Regions from separate parts of the Mus musculus genome. Here regions 1 and 2 are each linked to region 3. A link is a contact called in public promoter capture Hi-C data. All regions are on one chromosome and are shown on one strand. The core of a region is the stretch at or near the end of the contact, and the rest is flanking DNA. Distances in the headings are between cores, read along the strand shown.

What was found. Promoter capture Hi-C pulls out the DNA fragments that hold promoters and counts their contacts.
Region 1: a promoter capture Hi-C map of liver shows a contact between it and region 3, with 2.6 times the contacts expected there. The contact joins the enhancer-like site here to the promoter of A930011G23Rik in region 3. A contact is called at or near these places in 4 of 39 promoter capture datasets (cranial neural crest, hippocampal neurons and liver) and 4 of 115 datasets of contacts at active chromatin or transcription factors (embryonic basal ganglia, embryonic forebrain, forebrain and 1 more).
Region 2: a contact with region 3 is called in a promoter capture Hi-C map of liver, with 5 times the contacts expected there. The contact joins the enhancer-like site here to the promoter of A930011G23Rik in region 3. A contact is called at or near these places in 5 of 39 promoter capture datasets (the 3T3-L1 cell line, cranial neural crest, liver and 2 more), 23 of 484 Hi-C or Micro-C datasets (LSK cells, adipose-derived mesenchymal stem cells, bone marrow-derived macrophages and 12 more), 15 of 115 datasets of contacts at active chromatin or transcription factors (SST interneurons, craniofacial prominence, embryonic basal ganglia and 11 more) and 2 of 9 other capture datasets (embryonic stem cells and liver).

What each region holds. Positions count from the first base shown.
Region 1 is chr5:99,282,411-99,285,134 of GRCm38.p6, reverse strand. No RefSeq gene overlaps it. Among named protein-coding and RNA genes, the nearest start is that of Gm35394, 13 kb to the right of the region's middle. Within about 2 kb of position 1,309, at least 21 of the 459 cell types and tissues checked have an H3K27ac peak or open chromatin away from gene starts, as enhancers often do. A contact at or near this core is called in liver, where this site is marked.
Region 2 is chr5:99,238,446-99,241,145 of GRCm38.p6, reverse strand. It overlaps Rasgef1b (RasGEF domain family, member 1B), which reads left to right. Exons shown (of 14, transcript NM_181318.4): 4 at 186-323. Among named protein-coding and RNA genes, the nearest start is that of Rasgef1b, 13 kb to the left of the region's middle. Within about 2 kb of position 1,350, at least 13 of the 459 cell types and tissues checked have an H3K27ac peak or open chromatin away from gene starts, as enhancers often do. A contact at or near this core is called in liver, where this site is marked.
Region 3 is chr5:99,727,468-99,730,376 of GRCm38.p6, reverse strand. It overlaps A930011G23Rik (RIKEN cDNA A930011G23 gene), which reads left to right and starts at 1,317. Exons shown (of 4, transcript NR_030692.1): 1 at 1,317-1,633.

The DNA of each region.
Region 1 (2,724 bases), core at 60-2,559, 450 kb after region 3:
GCTTCGATAACAAATATTTACCGGAAAGCAGGGCGAGCTTCTTCATTTAAAAAGAATTACTTGGTTTGACTTAATGAAGCAAGAATTAGCTGTTTGCTGTATCACTTGCCCCACTGCTGTGATATAGATCTATCTTCATTAAGAAAATCTAGTATATTCCTAGCAGGTTACAGCAACCTATACATTTGAGGGAACTGGTAAGAAAGAAGACCATTGATTCTAACTGGAACAACAGCAGGGATTTGAACAGAATGCAGTAATCTGCCATGAAATATTACCATTATCTCAATTAAAGTTCATGCTCTTTGTCTTCTACAAAAGCAGCCTAGCAGACTTCCATAACTCTCCAAACAGGTGTCTTTATCACCCTTTTAAATAAGGTGAATGTAACATAGTAAACGAAAGAATGAACGAACGAACAAATGAACACACGACTAAATAAACACCCTTGGAAGTTCCATTCTAGGGTGCTATCTTCAAGAGAAGTCACACCTTCAGCATCATAAAATACACAAACCAGCATAGCTGTGTGCTTTGGACTTCTGCCACTCAAGTCAACTGTAGTGTTGACCCAGTGGAGATGACGTAATACCCTGGGAACACTATGATCTCAGGGGACTTGGTTACGAAAGTTCTGCTTACAGGTTTATGCGTTCTTAAATTTGGCCAATCTATTATCTCAAATGAAGACATTCCAAGTTTTATGACTGAAATATATTCACCTTTAAAATAATAAGATCTGCAAGATGAGATATATTTATTTACCATCTGGGGCCACTGTAGTGTTTGGGGTTAGGAGTCGTGAGGTCATGGGGAAGGAAGAGAGTGATGAGTAAGAAAAGTCATTGGAGATGAGTTTTCACTCCCAGAAGGACAGTTTTGTTTTAGAATCTGCTCCTCAAAGAGCTTAGCATACTTCACCAATATATCCTGGGTTGTGCATCTCTCAGGCTCTACGTTTTACGACTTCCATTGAACAACTTTTCTTGGTAATAGAAGAGGTTTGTTTGTTTGTTTGGCCAGTCCCTGAAACATCCATCATTTTGGTAGAGTAATTGTTTTTGTCTCTTTCTGTAGGTCCTCATTGATGTTTCTTGACATAGTATTTTGAGCAGTAGTGTCTAGGGTGGATGGGAATTTAGGCATCTTTTAATATTCATTCACTTGATGGAGTTCCTTCATTCTTTAGAACTGGAAGCTTAGAGGAATAAGTAGAATAAAACCATAGAAACTTGTACAGCACGCCACCAAGGCTGCCAGCCTCTCAAGTGGGTCTGACCTCAGAGCCAATACTTGCACAATACTGTGAGAACAGCTATGTATTGAGCAACTATTTGATGAGGTATGACTGTAGGACACACAGATGTGGTGGGACGTGATATCAGTAACTTGACTCCCTTTGGTCGATTCTGAACAAGCCTATTTATATCATTGGGGACCCCCAGAATCATCTGATTCTAAATGACTTACCCCTTTCTTAACATATCTATTTCCCATCAAGATGGATGTCACAGTACAGGAGACAGCTTCTGTGATGAGCAAGGCACAGAGATCTGAATTGTCTCACACTCCAGAAAAACCTTGGGTTTCACAAATGGACTAAATTTATAGTTGCTAGTTTTGGGGTAGGAGTTAATGTGGGAGTCTGTCATTCAAAAATAAAATTTAACATTTGTTTGACTTTTGATATCAAAGGAAGAGTTCTCTCCCTCCCACCCCACCTCCCGTTGTTGGCTCAGATAGGGACTAGGACAAGTTAATTTAAAGACTGGTGACTTAATGCTTTCAGCCGCTGATGGCCCCCAACCCGCTCTTCTCTGAAGCATATTTTGTGACTGGGAAGCTTATCTGGAGCCTATGAAAATTTCCCCAAAACAAAGCGATTTCTTCTAAGTTCTTTCTGCTCTTTTAAAATTATTTGAAGGCAATAACTTTGTGGACTAATGTCCATATTCTGGTTAACGTCCTCACTTTTCAGTGCAGTCCTGAAAAGTGTTGGGGGTACTGTATTTTGTAGGCAAGTGTGGGGAGCATTGTATCTTGTAAGTACATACCTTGTCTCAGTCAGCACAGTAGAACATTGTATCTTGTAGGTACATACCTTGTCTCTACTGTCTCAGTCAGCACAGTAGAACTCATCCTTCTCTATGTGTGCTTTGGAGCAGTCAGCTGACTTCCAAGAATAAGAAACAGCAAACTCCATCACAGCTCATCAGGGTAATTGTTGACTTCTGGAAACAGAAATATGCAAGAAGGGACTTATTATGTATGTTGGTTTCTTTGCACTGAATGGAATTATCTGAAAAATTATATCCAAACCCAAATATTTTACTGTACAGAGAGTAATCATTTAATGTTCATCTTCTAGAAGTTACACGCTGCATCCCTCAGATCATCAGATCATATGGGCAATCTACAGATGTGCTTCTAAGCTCTGTGTACTTAACAACTATATTGAGTCATTTTGTGTGAAATGAAAATTTCACATATACATATGGATGTGGGATTCTTTTTTAAAAGCAGCTAATACTGAGTCCATACCATATCCATAAGTCTCAAACTCACAGCTACATTTACAAGGTATATAGACTCTTTTATATTCCTTTAGATGGCATATAGACCCTCTTAAATCAGATATAAAAATTTTAGTTTCCATCTGTGTTTGTTTTGTATATTTACATGAGTATATCTATATGTGCATATTGGGAAGTATAAGTTGTTTTC
Region 2 (2,700 bases), core at 101-2,600, 490 kb after region 3:
CAAAGGATAGAATAAAAGTCACAGAGGACCCTCAGTCCCACCTTGGTTGACTGCACTTGATGCCTCTTCCACTCCAGAGAGTTTGCAGCACTAGACGTCAGCCAGCCACACCAGTTACTTGGTTGTTTATTTATCGAGGACCACAGTGATGGATATCTCTGACGCAGATTTCCTTTTCTCCCTAGAACCAGATGAGAAAAATTGCACCTAAAATCCTTCAGCTCTTGACAGAGTGGACAGAAACATTTCCGTATGACTTCCGGGACGAGAGAATGATGAGGAACCTCAAGGACCTGGCGCACAGGATGGCCAGTGGCGAGGAGGTTGGTCACCGAAAGCCATTGGCACTTCCAGATGAAGCCTAGGAGGGACCTGGGTTGGATTGCCACAGAACTTGGCAGTGGTTTTTGTGTGTGTGTGTGTGTGTGTGTGTGTGTGTTGACTTTGGACAGCCCTCTACATAGCCTACCTTGGCCTTTTGGCAGGTTGGGTGGGGAATAACTACCCCAGTCCACTTCACATGAGTGTGACCTACAGTTCTATGGGGTTACTTGAGGGCAGTGTTGGTGCTAACTCAGGATGTCAGGTGTGGTTTGATTTCATTGCACCTCAGTCTGTCTTCTGCAAAGGTTTGACCCAGCTCACATATTAATCTCTGTGTCTGCCCACACTTAAGGTAGATACAGCTAAATAGCGTGTTAATAACTCTTAATTAGAAATAGACAGTCCCAGGCCGTGGAGGGGAAAGCACTTATGCTAGTGTTTAGTATGAGTGTAGCTGGCAAGGATGGCTGTGGCTTGTAAATACGGAATCAAAGGGAAATACAGCTGTTTACAGATAGTCAGGGGGAGAGAAAGAAACATACTAATTATTCTAGGCATTAAGTGAAAAACTTAGAAATTTGGGGCCAGTAGAACATTTGCCAGACAGACATAAGTGTGATGATGTACAGGAGAAACAGTAAGCAAAGCGTTCCGTGGAGGGATTTCGTGTCGGAGGCTTAACATGCCTTTTACAGTGTTCACCGTGAACTCTTCTTGATAAAAGAGAGAGGGTGCACTGTTGTATAATTAGCAAAGGTGACTCCTGGGGCTGGGGGTGGCCTGCAGGAGACAATCCAAGGATTCTGGTGCCGGAAGTTGCTTCAAGGGTAGGACCCAGAATAAGTGGAGATTCAAAGTCTCTTAGGTCATGCTTCATAAATATCACTTACCTCAGCTGAGCCTTTGATAGGCAGGTGCTAACCGGCTTCAATAGAGTCGAGGTTATTTGAAGCAGGCCCGGAGGGCTAACTTTGTGTGTTAAAGCTTGTTGGGCAAGGGATAGCTTTGTAGTTTCCGTGTGGCTGATAAGTTTCTGGGAACAAGTTTGGCACGGATGTAACGCTGTCACCTAGAAAGAGGCACCTGGCAGTGAGTGAGCGATGTCCCATTTGTGGAGAGATGCACTGGGCCTCCGTGTCAGCTCTCTGGAGAAGTGGTTCCCTCAGCTCTGTGCTGCAGAGATAACACCTCAAGACACCTGACCTGACCCGTGTCACTGTGTCTTACTGCCATTCTCCTATCCTAAGATCCATGACAGGAGGCAAAACCAGCTCTTCTGAGCACTTAGCTCTCTCATATGGTTTTAACCCAAGACTTAATGCTTTCAAGCTTCTTTCCTGGCGCCGTGAGGAACGCCCCGCTGGCTGTGGCTCTTCTGATCCGTTTGCCTGTCTTAGGTTCTTCCTGCTGAGAATGAACCGATGCAGATGGACACCCACAAAGGTGAATGTCCAACAGTGCAGTTTGCCGGGAGCGTTCTGTTAGGGATGGCAGCTGCTGGCTGCTCGGCAGGGCCTAGGTTGGCTCAGTGGCTTTGGCTTATGACAAACTGGTCAAAGGATGAGTGCCATCCCAGGGCTGTATCTTCTCTGAAGCTAAGATCTGAGTCACAGTCAATTTTTCAGTTTGGTTCAATTATACGGAGCTATCCATGCTGCCGGCCGATCTCTTCTCTGTTGCTTCTCAGAGATAGGAACTAGAAATTGCTTCTAAACTTGTTTCTTCCCATAAAAGAAATACATGGTTATTATTATTATATTTAAAGATCTATTTTAGTTATTTTATGTCTGTGAGTACACTGTTGCTCTCTTCAGACACACCAGAAGAGGGCCTCAGATTCCATACAGATGGTTGTGAACCACGATGTGGTTGCTGGGAATTGAAGTCAGGACCTCTGAAGGAGCAGTCGGTGCTCTTAACTGCTGAGCTATACTTCTAGACTTTATTATTATTATTATTATTATTATTATTATTATTAATTTTAAAGATAAAATGCAGTGATTTGAAAATGCCAAATTGATGGCTTTTGGTCTTTCTTATGGAAATAAAAACCATAGTGTTTCTTTTCATTTGTTTACTGAGATCTGGTCTTTATCCACAAGGTCACAGCTTCAGGAATTGGGGGAAATGGAGGAAAGGGACAGACATCCTCTGACCCCAACTTCTCATTGATGTTGATACGCTTGTGTTAACAGCATGGAGAGGTCAGCTGGCTCATTAGTAGGTAAACAGGATTTACTGGGGAGTACACTGAACGCATGTACATGGAGGACATGCCTGCCTTCACTGGCCAGGGCTTCAGGATAGCTGCCATTTCTTGGCTGCTTTTATCCAGAATTTAGGAATTGGCTCCACACATAACAGTTGCTTGATTTG
Region 3 (2,909 bases), core at 68-2,567:
GGTCTTCAAAATTCTCTGAGCTCCCAGGAGGGAGAGAATCTGGAGAGGTTTCAATAGTTGAAAGTGCTGGTGGATCAACAAGCCAATTCCAGTATTTTAAAAGATTCATCCTTGTACTTCTGTTATGCCAGTGAGAGTTGTGGATTGACAGAAAAGTCTAGCCTCACATATTCACCACTTTGCACCCAAATGTCCATTTTCTAGTCACCCCAGCCAGTAAGCATCTACAGTCTGGTCACTGTTGCCCCAGGGTCCCGAAAAGAGCTTGAGAACCAAAGACTTTCCTGGTCTAGTACTTTTATATAAAATCAGGGGACTTAACTTTTTTACTCAAGGGCCCCTGTTGTCCTTTCTGAACCTCTGACATTGGCACAGTTGGGCAGTGTTTTTTTTTTTTTTTTTTTTTTTTTTTTTTTTTTTTTCTTTTCCAAACCACAGCCTGACACCACGTGCAGAGGAGTCTGGGAGTAACTAATGATGGAGCAGATGCTGAAGTATCCCCGCACTTATTGCAGCTCAGGACTTCTCATTTTAAACAAGCTTCAGAGACCACCCATAGTACACTAAGTGAGAGCCACAGCTGTGAGCAGTAAAACTAGACCGAGTGCAATGCTGGCCCCGTGTCTTGAGTCAAAGAGAATTCTGCCAGGTCCAGTTCTTGGACCGCACAACAGGCCGCATCTGCGTGTGTGTCGCAGTGTTCAGGTTCCAGCCTTGCCCATCCTGGGCCGTCCTGGCTGGGAGGCAGGCCAAGGAGAGAGCGATCGCCCTCTCCTCCTCTTTAGTGTTTACTGGTGCAGATCCCACCCAGTGTCAGGGGCTCACGTGTGGCAGGAGCAGGGTTCTTAATCCTGGGTTTGGAACCACCTCCTTTCCTACTGGAAGGGTGGGGCTGGCACGTGCCATTGGGGAGCCCTTGCGGGTAGCTCGAGTTCTGTCGTGGTAACTCGCCAAATGTCTGTGGACCTGGGCTCCCTCCTCTCCCACCTGCATTGTCGCAAATCGGGCAGAAACTAGGGAAGTGGGTCACCTGGGTGAACAGCCCCTCCCGCCTTGGCCGCTAGCTCTCAGCGTGCCCCCCCCGCCTCCCCCCCACCCCCCCCCACCCCCCCCCCCGGTCGCCGGCTTAGGCTCTCACTTGAGGCGTCGCCTGCACTCTACCCTTGGGCGGGCTGGGCTGTCGCTGCTCTGAGCTCCCCGCCGCCCTTGCCCCAGCGCCGCCGCAGGTCGTGCGCCGTTGGCCCTCCCGACACCCCCTCGGCGGGGCCCTTCCCTTTACTACGGCGCTAGTGACATTCAGCTGGTGAGGCTAACGCAGCCCGGGCTCCCGCAGCGCGGAGGCAGGGGCGCCCGCGGCTGTCTGCTCCTCTCACCCGGGCACCTCCCGAGTGGCAGCGACGAGCTCCCTGCAGGCCCAGAGACCCCCGACGGGACGACCTTGGCGGGCGGATCCCCGCCCCCACCCGGGTCCACGAGCTTGGGTCCGCCCTGCCCACCCCAGCTCTGGCACGGGTCGAGGACAGAGGCGGCGAGCGCGAGGGGGACCCTGCCTCCCTGCTCGTATATGGCAAAGTTTCTCGCGGCGCTCCTGGGCTGCACGCTGCCGAGCAAGGGCGCCTCTCCCGTGCTGGAGGTAGGTAGAGGGTGTGTCCTGCAGAGGTGGCTGTGGGCGACAGCTAACAGTCCTGACCCGCCCCTAGGGTCCCCACCACTTGGCAAGTGCGCCTCACCTGGAGGACTTCTGGGGCGGGGCCGGGGAAGGGGAGATGGAAGCCGCCGGGCTTGAATTCTGGTCTCCCCAGACCGCGTTGCGTGTTTTGTTTTTTTTTTTTCTCTTTCCTAGTTGATAGGTGAACATGTTTGTGAATCGCGAGTTTTGCGAGTTATCCCTTGCCTAACAAGCCAGGCACATTTGAAGATGAGCTGTTGCCTGCTCATCCTTCCGCTGTCTACCATGGCTAGCCTAAATGATTAGCAGAAACAATCTGTCAGTCAACAAGGTTCCCACTGTCGTGCTTGCTCTAACCACTCCCTTCCCCCAACCTCCAGCGAGGCGATAAACTCCGTATAAGTTAACTCGTTTCTTCTGGTGGGAGGTACGCCGGGGAAGGGGAGGGGTGTGAGGTGAGACTAACCACATCGCGCCTTCTGAAGGCAGGCACACCTAATTGCTCACACCTCCCCGAGGTAGCAGCGACCCTGCTGCAAGCGGCTTTGCTAGCAGCTGGCTGACTGGCTGGCTGATCCTCTGGGGAAATGGCAGCATCAGCGTTTAATATGAGACCCATATGGGCCACTCAGTACGGACAGTTCTGGGTTGTATGACCCTTCACACTCTACAGTCAGAACAGAGTACCCACTGTCTCTTACCTCGCCCCCCTCAATCCCCCGCCCTCTCCTACAGACTACCTGACAAGCAGGTCAGGACCAGAGGGCTGACTCTGGCCATGTCAACTAGCCTTGCCACCACCACTGTCTCATAACCATCCTGGCAGTCTGAGGTTTCCCTGAGCTGCCTTGGCCTTCAGTCGGCAGTTTCCAGGCTGGCAGAGATATAGACATGGGTTTCTTCTCTCAGTCATGCAGTGGGTTCCTTCAGCAAGGAATTGTTTAGGACCTAAACTCTTAGAGCCTTCCTCAGCTGCCTCTTGGACGCCCTTCACCATTGCTATCCTAGGTTTTTTTTTGTTTTTGTTTTTTTGTTTTTGTTTTATCCGAAGTCACGTGGAACTATTTCCTGTGATTTTACAGCTCAAGTGGTCCAGGCCATAATCTGCTATGGGACAGCAAGTATTTACTTATTTGTAAGCAGGGAGATTCCAGTGGTGAGTGGTAAGCAGGAGTTTGGGGATAGGAGTGTAGAGCGGGCAAAGACAGATGGAAATGCCTGCTCTGGTGAAAGCTGAGAC